Regions from separate parts of the Mus musculus genome. Here region 2 is linked to region 1. The links are chromatin contacts, called in public Hi-C maps. All regions are on one chromosome and are shown on one strand. Each heading gives the region's core, a stretch centred on a gene start, on an enhancer-like site or on the middle of the called end of the contact. The rest is flanking DNA. Distances are from core to core; before and after follow the strand shown. Region 1 holds the start of Tdg (thymine DNA glycosylase). Region 2 holds the start of Ttc41 (tetratricopeptide repeat domain 41).

Evidence for each region. A called contact is a pair of places that touch in the nucleus more often than the background predicts.
Region 2: a contact with region 1 is called in a Hi-C map of CD4 T cells, with 4 times the contacts expected there. The contact joins the promoter of Ttc41 here to the promoter of Tdg in region 1. A contact is called at or near these places in 15 of 484 Hi-C or Micro-C datasets (the 63-12 cell line, the C2C12 cell line, CD4 T cells and 11 more).

The regions. Positions count from the first base shown.
Region 1 is chr10:82,625,467-82,631,519 of GRCm38.p6, forward strand. It overlaps Tdg (thymine DNA glycosylase), which reads left to right and starts at 4,372. Exons shown (of 10, transcript NM_172552.4): 1 at 4,372-4,572. The coding sequence starts at 4,550.
Region 2 is chr10:86,702,232-86,707,511 of GRCm38.p6, forward strand. It overlaps Ttc41 (tetratricopeptide repeat domain 41), which reads left to right and starts at 3,580. Exons shown (of 16, transcript NM_001003910.2): 1 at 3,580-3,786. It overlaps Hsp90b1 (heat shock protein 90, beta (Grp94), member 1), which reads right to left and starts at 3,213. Exons shown (of 18, transcript NM_011631.1): 1 at 3,076-3,213; 2 at 2,063-2,165; 3 at 1,229-1,370; 4 at 678-794. The coding sequence starts at 3,124.

The sequences.
Region 1 (6,053 bases), core at 3,122-5,621:
AGAATATACCACCATCCACTGCTCTGGCTCATAGACTTCTGTATACTTGTATCCTTTGGTGGAGTATCTGTTCAAATCTCTTGCCCATTTTTTAAGATCTCTTTAATGTCATGCATTTGAATGTTTTGCCTACATGTATGTACCATGTGCATGCCTGTGCACTCAGAGGTCGGAAGAGGGTGTTGAACACTCTGGAACTGGAGTTACAGGTGGTGTGAACCACCATGTGGATGCTGGGAACTGAACTCCAGTCCTTTGCAAGAAAAGCATGTGTGTTAAACACACTCTCCAGCTCAATCGACCTGTTTGGTTTTTTTTTTTAAACTGTAAACTGTTCTTTATTTTGGATACAAGCCTTTTATCAGATACACTGCAAATGTCTCTTTCCAATCTATGCTTTATCTTTTCCTTAGTAGTATAACGAGACACTTAAAAATTTAAATAAATTCCAAATTTATTACCCCTCCCCACCCTTTTATGAGACAAGGTCTCTCTATCTTAGTTAGGGTTTGTATTGTTCTGAAGAGACACTAAATGTTTTCTTATAAGGGAAAACATTTAACTGGGAATGGCCTAGTTTCAGAGGTTCATCAGAGTCGGGAGGTAGCTTCTTCTTCTTGCATGCTGCCAGAGAAGAAGCTGAGAGTTCTACACCTTGATCCACAGGCACCAAGAGCCTGTTATACCACACTGAGCATAGCTTGAGCATGGAAGACCTCAAAGCCTACCCCACAGTAATACGCTTTCTCCAACAAGGCCACACCTACTACTCCACCAAGGTCATACTTCCTAATAGTGCCACTCCTTATGAGCCAAACATTCAAATACATGGTCCGTCTCTATAGGGATCATGCTTATTCAAACCACCTCAGTCTATGTGGTCCAGGCTGGCCTCAGACCCTAGGAACAAACAGCTGAGGTGCATATCTTACATACCAGAGCAGACCTGGCCTCCGGGACCTCCTGCATCCCTCAGGCCCTATCTCGAATCCCTGCCCTGAACTTTCCAGCCCAGGGGCTGGGCGGCCCTTCCCACAGAGGCTCTTTGCTACATAACCCAGACATTTTGGTTTCTTCTCTTCTTCTTCTTCTTCCTCCTCCTTTTCCTTCTCTCATGCGAACACACTTTCTCTCTTTCTCTTCCCCCCTCCTCTCTCCTTCCCCATGGCGACTTCCCCTGCCTCCTTCCTTGGGAGCAGTAAACTTACCAGGAGAGCAGCTTCCCAATAAACCAGAAGTTATATGCATTTTAATCTGGTTTGAATTGGCTCAGTTCACCAGTGGAGAAAAAAACTTATCAGTGTGACTAAAAGTGTGTGCCACCATAGCCCAGCCCTTTTGGAAAATAAAAGTTTTGAATTACATACATATGGGGATGTGTGGGTCCATGTGTGTGAGCACAGGTGCCCATGGAATCCATTAGTTTGGAGCTAGTGATGGCTGTGAGCTGCCTAAGTGAATGCTGTCTCAACTCAACGTCCTTCTAGTCCTCTGCAAGAGTCCCACCTACTCTTACAAGCTGAGCCATTTCTCCAACCCCAAAGTTGTTTCTTTTCTAAGTAGAGTTTTCACTGTTTTATATGTATTTTACTTTATGCATCTATGTGGCTTTGCTTGCAGGTTATTGTGCCCCTGCTTTCAGGTCTAGTGCCCCAGGAAATAAGACAAGGATGTCATACCCCTCAGGACTGGAGTTAGAGACAGTTAGTTGTGAGTCACCATATGGGAATCGAAGCCAGGTCCTCTGGAAGAGTAGCTGGTGTTCTTAACAGCTGAGCCATCACTCCAGCTGCCGATATGCTTCCCTTTAAAATATCCTAGGATTAAAAATATATACATATGGAGCACAAAGCCCTGGCCATCTCTGAGCTCACATCACAGAAGGGAGAGATCATTGTAATTTAACCAACGCCTCTTGTGAAACAAACCAGGCAATCTAATTCAGTCGGGCTTCTCACCATTTTCTGCCACGTAACCTAAAGAAACAGGGAAGCCTAACACTCGAAGATGTCAGTGTTCTGGATTCCTCGGGACAATGGAAGAGAGACATGGTGGGATGAGTGATCAGCCTCTCAAGGACTGAATGGTGGCAAGTTTCCTGGAAGTGCCCCCATTATTTATTTATTTATTTGCTTTACATCCCAGTCAACCTCCCCTCACAAGTCCCTCCCATTACTCCCTCCCTTCTCCTCATAGTACAGTCACTTGACAACATTCACTTAGGTGATACCCAAAGTGAGTGCTACCACCCCATCTTGGGACATCAAGTCATAGAAGGACTAATCATAGCCTCTCTCACTGAGCCCAACCAGGCAGTCCAGCTAGAGGAAGGGGATCCAAGAACAGGTGGGGGCTCACATAAAGACCAGGCTTCAATCTGCTACAAATGTGTAGGAAGCGTAGGTCAAGCCCTGCACGCTCTTTGGTGGGTGGTTCAGTCTCTGTGAGCCCCCATGGGCCCAGGTTAGTTGACTCTGTAGGTCTTCTTGTGGTGTCCTTGCTCACTTCTATCCCTCACTTTTCCACAGGACTCCCAAACACTGCTGAGCCATCTCACCAGCCCCCTAGAAGTGTTGTTTATTGTTACATAAAAGGCACTTTTAGCAAGTTAACTTCTGCATACCCAAACCTCTTCTATGATCTAGGGGTTATGAAGGAGCCATTGCCCAAGATTCTCAGACACAGGAGACTACCTGGTCTGCCAGGTACGTCTAAGGACTGATACTGTAAAACCCTTTGAAGGAACAACCCCCTCAAATCTCAGATAACAATCGCTGACAAGAGGCTACCTCAAAGCCTAGGTGTCATCACTCTGGGATTCACGGAGAGGGCTAGACGCCGTTAGACAACTCTCTGGCCAAACACCCACAGCAGACATTGAAAAGAAATTAAATGAAAACTCTTGGGGCTGGAGAGATGGCTCAGCGGTTAAGAACACTGACTGCTCTTTCAAAGGTCCTGAGTTCAAATCCCAGCAACCACATAGTGGCTCACAACCATCTGTAATGAGATCTGACTGCTCTCTTCTGGAGTGTCTGAAGACAGCTACAGTGTACTCACATAAATAAATAAATAAATAAATAAATCTAAAAAAAAAAAACAAACAAACTCTTAGAACCTCCGAAAGTCAAGTATGGTGATACATGCCCTGTAATCCCAGTCAGTATGCAAGAGAGTGAACAGGAGACTTGCCTCAGGTTGAGGCCAGCCTGGACTACAGCTGCAAAGCTCTAAGCCAAGTCAGGGGTACACAGTTTTGTAATTATCTCAAAAACCAAAAGAACCTCCGAGAAATCGAGGTGAGATTGCTGTCTAAGGTTCTAAAGCAGAGATGCATCTAGCATCTAGGCGAGTGTTTGTCCATCTCCAACGTAGACAACTGTTTATGGAAATCTTTGTAATCTACCAAGAGCTTCCCCTTACAGATTAGTAAACTGAGGCCCAAACATTGGTGGCTTCCAATCTTAGGTTTTCCAGTTCCAATCAGCCCTACTCCTCATCACAGGAATTGACAAGAAAGACAATTGAAAAGAAAGAATGTTGTTTTGTGTAAGGCACAATATTTATTTATCATTATTATAATTATCATTTTAGTTTTTCACGACGGAGTTTCTCTGTGTAGTATTGCCTGTCCTGAAACTCGCTCTATAAACCAGGCCAGCCTCGAACTTAGTTCTGCCTGCCACTGTCTATGCAAATGCTGGGTCGCCCAGCCAAGACACATAGTTGCGGGGGAGGGGGTGGTTGTTTTCATTTTAATTTAATTAACTTTACGTCCCGTTCACAGCCCCACCCCCACCCAGTCCCACGCTTACAAATCCTGCCCCCTTCTCTTCTCAGAGAAGAGGAAGCCCCACTTGGGTAAGACTCTGGTACATCTAATCTCAGCAAGTGTAGGCACATCCTTTCCCACTGAGGAAACACGCAGTCCTCTTCCCCCAGTCCGCGCTGGGTCCACTGGCAAGGAACAGAGACCTAGACAGCCCCTGTTCCACTTGTAGGGGACTCACACGGACACCAAGCTTCACATTTGCTACAAACGTGTAGAGGGGTCTAGGTCCAGCTCCTGAAAGCTCCCTGGTTGGTAGCTCAGGCTCTGTGAGCCCCAAGTCAGGTAGCTTTTAATCCGCACAAAATTTGAGGTGAAAAGACATGAATTTGCCACCACGCATAATACATCCTAAAGGCCATCACCCTTAACCCACACCTTCAAGGAAACTTAGAGCCCACAAAAGCTGACGTCAGCCGGGCGCTCCCCATCCTCGCCGAGATCCACGTTTCCCGAAAGGCTAAGCGGCGGTCGGGGCGCCCCGAAAAGGACACGCCATTGGCCTGGCCAGCATCACGTGATGGCGAGGCCGCCGGCCTCCTCGGAGGGGGACGGAAGTGCGCTGGGGACTCGCCGCGGTGATGTAGCAGCGTGGGAGGGGCCGAGGCCAGCGCCGTCCATCCACCGGCCGCCCCGATCCTGTGGTGAGTCCGCGCGCTGAGCGGCAGAGCGGGCGCCCGTGGGCTCGGCAGGAGTGGCCGTACCCTCGGCGGCGCCGCCATGGACGCAGAGGCCGCGCGCAGGTAACGCGGGCGCTCGCGGCTGGGGTCGGTCAGGGCCGCGGCCCGCACAAAGGCCGGCTTGCGCGTGCGCAGTGGGGACCTCCCCGCTCCCCACACGTCCCCCCCCCCTCCCAGGTCCGCGCACGTCCTCTGCCTCCCGTACCCGCGAGCTTTAAAAGGTGGTGTGTGCCCGGCCGCAGCCTCCGCCCGCGCGGTTCTTCACCCTCCGTCACCGTGGACTGTAAAGGCGAAGCGGGTACCCTGTGGCCGCGGTTGCTGCGGGGTCCTTCTCATCCTCGCGGGATAGATACTATTGCTGTGGAGTGTGTATAACACGCTAAGAAGTCAATCTGTAGATGTCTTTCATTCTGGGATGGTCTTTAAAATTGTCCCTTAGTGGTAATGGGGATGTCAGGGCGGGCCTGACAAAGTATAGGTTTGGGGATTTAGACTCTTCGCAGAAAGCTAAGAAAAACAAAATGGCAAGGTCTTCGCAGGTAAAAGGAATGGAGATTTAGGTATTAGCCCTGCCTGGCGAAGAATTAGCTTGCCTCTAAGTGGCAAATGGACATTGAACTTAGGCAAGAGATTCTGTCTTCAGCCCGCCTTCCCACTCGACGGCTGTATTATGGTACATCTTTGAGCAGATTGACGGGGGCTGATGGCAGTCCATGGGAGTTGAAATGAAAGTCTGGTTTACCACTCAAAGATCCAAGGGACACTGCAGAAGGGCCTCTACTCACAGGACAGGTAGACCTATCTTAAAGCCTTTACCAACTACAGGGTGCCAGGGACCTGCTGGTGAAAGTGGGAAATATGCCGGCCCAACTTTCAGAGGGGTTTGTAGAACTGATAGGTTGAACTGGAGTCTACATAAATACATGCTGAATGGATGCAATAGTGAATCATTAACAAAAAGAGGCACAATATTACATGTGTGTGTACGTGTGTGTGGTCTGTCTCTCTCTCTCTCTAACCCAAGACTAAATAGTGTGTGTGTGTAAGACCTTGATGTCATACTACTGAAATGATTTAAAAATGAACCCAGATTTTTATTATTATTTGGGAGTGTGTGGTTGGGGATTGAGCCCAGAGCCTCCAGTGTGCTAAGCAAGCTTACCACTGAGTCATGTCCCTCAGCCATCTTCTTACTCGTTATTTTGAAAGGTCTTGCTGTGTTGCCTTGGCTACCCTTGGCTTCACTCTGTAGCTCCGGTGGACCTTAAATTCATGAGCCTCATGCCTCAGCCTCTCAGATGGCTGGGGTTATGGGCCTTTCCTCCCAGGCCCAGCAGGAACTGGAAATTCTGACTAGTCCTAAAGTCTTCCTGCACTCTGCATGTAGGAGCTAACGCACGGGTAAGTGTGCATTCTCCGTGTAGCGCTGTCAGCAGCAGATGTGTATGTGGTGTTCCTTCACGGTCCACACTGCCAGCTCCCTGGAGCTGTGTGTGTTGCAGTAAATATCATTTGGGGGTTTCTACCTCACCTCAGATCATTTA
Region 2 (5,280 bases), core at 2,330-4,829, 4.1 Mb after region 1:
CATAAGTAAAAAAAAAAAAAAAAAAAAAAAAACAAAACAAAACCTGGTATAAATGTCAAAGAACAGACACTAACCCAAATAACATACTTTTGAAGATAAACCTTAGGAAACCTCTTATTTCACAGAAATTAAAAGGGATTTTGGGATCTGTGATTATTAATGTTCTTCACTAAATAGTCCTAGCTGTCTTCAAGAACCTGGTAGGACTGTGCATCCATTTACAGGCCACATGATTATTTCTGCCCAGTGAAGGTGCAAGTGGAAGTTGAGTGTGACTTTCAGGCTGAGCCTTTAATTGGTGTGCGACCCTTTGCACCATGGCAACCAGAGACACTCCAGATGGCTGCTCAGTCAGCCTGTGGAACGATTTAAGCTGAGGTCTTGGCTACCTTTTCCTAAAGGGCTAGGTAGTATCTATTTTTGGCTTTAGGAGCCATAAGGCCCTATCAGTAATTACTGCCACTCTAGACAAAAGAATTTGTACTATAAAACTAGGTACAGCTGTTCACTAATAACCCTAATGAAAACAAGCAAAGTCAGTTTGACTCAAGGCAGTCTGCACACTTCCATGCTAACCCACTGTGACTAGGAAGTTACTGTTCACACCAGAATGACCTACTGCGGAGTGCCTGGGTTCCCAGGATTCGTTTTAAAAAGGAAAGTTATTTTAAGCTTACCTTAATCTTGACCGTTAACTCCTCATTTCCAGCGAGTGCATTTTCATCAGTTAGGGAGATGAGCCTTATCTTGTCTAAAGCATCAGAAGCATTTGAAATCAGTTCTCTCAGGAAAATCTAAAAAGAAGCCAGATTTAATGAGTTGCGATTGACCCCTAAGCATGGTAAGATGTTGGTTCTTATCCACTCCTCTCAGTTCTCCTCGGAATCGTGAAGACACTCTTCAAGGAACCAAGCCTTTTATGGTGCAAGAGATGGCTTTACTCTCTTCATAAAAAAGGAGGTGTGGCTCTATAACACTATGTGACAACTACAAGGGATATCTGAAGTGGTGGGAACAGGAATACCTCTCCCACCCTCCCTCAGGGGTACAGTTGTGTGACTTCATCCGTCGGTAGGTCATGACCTTATTCTGAGCTGACACGAAAGACCAGGACAATGTCCACTCCCTTCCTGCCCCAATATGGACCAATAAGAATTCTCATTCCGAATTTAATTCCTAATTTCTAATGGAAGGATCCAAACTGCTGTCCCAACCATGTAACACTTACCTCTTTATTTTTATACAAAGAATTGATGATAAGTTTCATCATCCTGTTCACTTCAGCTTGGAAGGCGAACTTTTCAGATTTTTCTCTAAGTTCTCTTATCTGTGATGCGTTTAACCCATCCAACTGAATAGCTTCTTCCTCTCTAAGGAAATCAAATTAGATAAGCAAATACTCAGCTTCATTTTTCTCAGTCTCTAGTCAGGACACAGACTGGCCTCTGCAGACCTTCTTGTTAAAAGAGCACTCACATACCAGCTCACTCTCATCACAGAATGGGCTGTGCTTAATGCTCGGCTGGAAATAGTTCCTAAAATTCCCAGAAAAATACATCTGGCTTCCCTCTACTGAAAAGCAAGTCATGACTTGTGTACGCTTGCACAGTGAACACTTTAGTACCGTCACTAATTCCTAGAAGGCCAAAATTGAAAATATACCTCACCGATTGAAAAGCCCTTTTCTTAAAAGTTAAAGGCATAAAAGTTCTATTTTTCATAGTACTAACTTCACACAGACAAAACCAATCAAGTGTCCTGTCAGGTCTTAGAAAGTTGGAAGCACAAGCTGAGTGGGCTACATCACCACTGGTTTTCTGGTTTTAGATGCTGAGGCTTATCCCTAGCACTTTCCTTCCTGAATCAGCAGTCACTCCCAGGAGCAGACTGCTAGGAGCTTTTGCCTGCAGATAAATGGGCACTCCTAAGATCTTCTCTGGTTATTTTGTATCATTAGCAACATTTTGGGCACTGGACCTTGTAATCTGAATGGAGAAACACCAACAGCCACTCTGCCCCACTAACTTGCAGAGCTTATCAACATAGCTTCAAATGCACCGACCTCTGCACAACTTCATCATCTGTCCTTGAGCCTTCTCGGCTTTTACCCAGGTCCTCTTCCACTGTGCCATCCACGTCGACTTCATCATCAGCTCTGACGAACCCTGGGGAGAAAGGTTACAACTCTCCACACTATTGCTTCCTCTCCTTCGCATAAAAAGCCATATCAACGGGGGCAAGAGTTAACACAATTCAGTAAGTAAATACAAGCTGTTGAGATGGAAGAATTATGTACTGACGTCAATAACCAATGTCAAGGTAAGTTTGCACGCTAAAGTTTAAATATGAATGCTCAAGACCCCCGTTGACTCTGGAAGGCCAGGCAGCCATCACGTGTGTCTATCCTAGGCAGTGAGAGAGGCCCCCGTCTACACCCACACGTGTTGCGCACAGCTGAGAGGAGGTCTCTACACTGGCCAAGCCAAAACTTGGGCCTCACTTAGTTATCACAGGTCAGAATGCAAACAGGGTTTGTGCAACTTCTGTTGAGGGGAACTGAAATCCGGCCCAAAGGGGAAGACATGTCAAGGACAGCTCTTGAAGCACATCGGAATCAGATATTGGGCCACCGCCACGACGCTGGCCCGAGGGCCCACGCTCGCGAGTCGGGCGTTAGAAAACAGAAACGCGCTCCGGGAGTAGAGGGCAGGGGCTGGGGGTCCTCAGGCTCTGGTGGCCAAAGGTCGGACCTGATCACAAAAGTCCTTAGGGAGGGGTTCCAGGAAGGCTTCCCCCGGGAGTAGAGTCCGAGAGACCGCGCCCCGTCAGCGAGACTTCGGGGAGCGCTCTAGCACCATCCGCAGGGTATTTATTTAAATGCCCGGTCTCCAAGTCGCCTTTTCCCAGAGGCCTCAGGGAAAGCATCATCACCCAAGTCTCCTTCGAGGGAACGAGATGGTCCCTGAAACCCCTGTAGGCCACCCGGCGTCCCCAACCCAGGTTCAACGCCCCAAGAACGTTCGAGAAGCGGCCACACAGGAAGGGGAGGGCGCCCACTGCCGCCCGGTCACTCACCGAAGGTCAGCAGGACACAGCAGAGGCCCAACACCCACAGGACCCTCATGGTGCGTGGCCGGCGAGTCGCAAGTCCTTTTCGGTCTCAGGAGCCGCCTCCACCCCCCCAATCCCGAGTCTAAGCTCCTCACACCTCCAGCAGCGCGGTCCGCCCACTAAGCCGCGCGCAGGTCGGGCCGCTTTTCACCCCACTGCTTGCGGGCGGGGGACGGGAAACACGAACTCACCAATCGTGCCTCACCACGCACTCTCTGCACCCAATGGAGACGCATGGGGGGGGACCGCAGCCCGCCAATCGGAACTGTCCAGGTGCGGTGCCCGATGCCCGAAGCGTGGCTCCTTGCGATTGGGCTTGTCCAGCGGCTTTCCTCCAATCAGATGGCTCCGCGGGCCCTCACACACCGGGCCACCCTTTGGCCTGGGAAGCCTTGGTCCCTGAGGAAAACCGTCCAATGAACGTAGGCGCATAGCACGTCTGTCCATTCCTAGAGGTCCCGGGGAACCACTTCCGGCTTCTAGCGAACGTTTAGTCCGTGACTAGGGGAAACGGTAGCCAAGACAATGCGTCCTTTACCCTTTTCTCGTCTACGACGCGGGTCACGTTACGAGTCCTTTCAGCGCTACGTTCGCCGTCACCTTTCTTTTGGGCGTTTCTTTTCGCAAAAGAGAAATTTGTGAGGGGTTGAATATCCGGAATGCGTTTGGATGGTGGTGAGAAACTACAGTTTCCGGCATGCAACGCACTAATCTCATGAATGCTGGGAATTGTAGTCTCTGGCATCTAAGCCAGTTGCGTAGCTTGGCCCTTGCTTACTCCAATCTTGTGTCCGCGGGAAATGTCTCTGAGTGATTATAGGATTTCCACCTCATTCAGATTGCAGAATAGATCTGTGCTTGTTCTAGGACTCTAATGCACACAGTTTTCAGAGGCGGACCTGAAAAGCAGCCCCGCGTAGCCCTAGTCTCACCGTGTCAGAGGGTCAGCCCTGGATTCTGGGCTGGTGGTAGCACCCGGGTTTCCACGTCCGCTTTCTTGCGCGTCACTCAGGGTCCCTAGAGCCTTCAGTTACACTTGGCGTTGCGCTGCTCGCATTTCCTGTCCTCTCTGGTTTGGTTTGCAGTAGAGGGTGGCAGGGGCTCTCCAACCCCGAAGGAAACAAGGACCCAAGTTCCTTTGACATCCCCATAAATATCAAAGAATGACTGGGCAATCTAGAGCCTCTTTTGTGAATCAGCCAGAGAGCGCGGTGGTGAAGTCCAGGCTAGCATAGAACAGGAAAGAACTTATGCAGATACTTGAAAGCAAAAGCCGCAGAGCTTGCAAAACAGCCTGGATTGTGGCTTTGTAACTTCATAGAAACACCTTTCCGCCTTCCGAAAGATAGCAAAAGAGGCTCTTTCTGGTGAGGGAAGTCCCTAAGGCCAGCTTGTACGTTCCGAAATGTTTTCTAAGCTCTTTAGCCTCATTTTAACCAATTTTCCACCAGCACGCTTGCCTGCCTCTAACACATCCATTCCATCACCGCTTTCTCCAAGAAAATTCGAGTTGTTTTTTTTTTTTAGGCAATCCAGGTTCCCGAAGGCAAGCTTTTCAGTGACAATGTCATAGTCCCTTTGACAACTTCAAGAATTTAGACTTGTAGAACTTGAATCTGTGGTTTGGTGTTTACATAATGTGGTGATGGCTTATTTACATCTGTCTGATTTACCTACATTTGCCAAAGCATACAGAAATGTAAGACGAAGGCCTTATGCCTCTGTGCTTGTGTTTGTTGTTTAGAGCATACCAGGATCTTATTTATTTGTGCTTTTGGAAAAAGATGGCCATTTCTGCGTATGACAGCCCATCATCCACTTTCTTTCTTTCTTACTCTCTTTCTTTCTTTCTTTCTTTCTTTCTTCCTTTCTTTTTTTTTTTTATCGAGCAAGTAAGCAAGTATTGTGAAACTGTGACTGCATCTTAACTGGCCAGTGGGAGGTAGATCGGGCTGCACCTGGGAGGAACTGAGAATGAGATTTGTCCTCCAAAATAAAGCTGGTGGGTTTTTGGTTTTGTTCTTTTTTTTTTTTTTTTTTTTGGGGGGGGGGGGTAGAAGTTTCTGCAGATGATGGTCCCCAGATAGAAAGGAGAGAGAGAGAGAATCAGAGAGAGAGAATCTACTTCCAGACTGGCAGAAGATGGTCAGTCCTTATCTGACTTGCTGG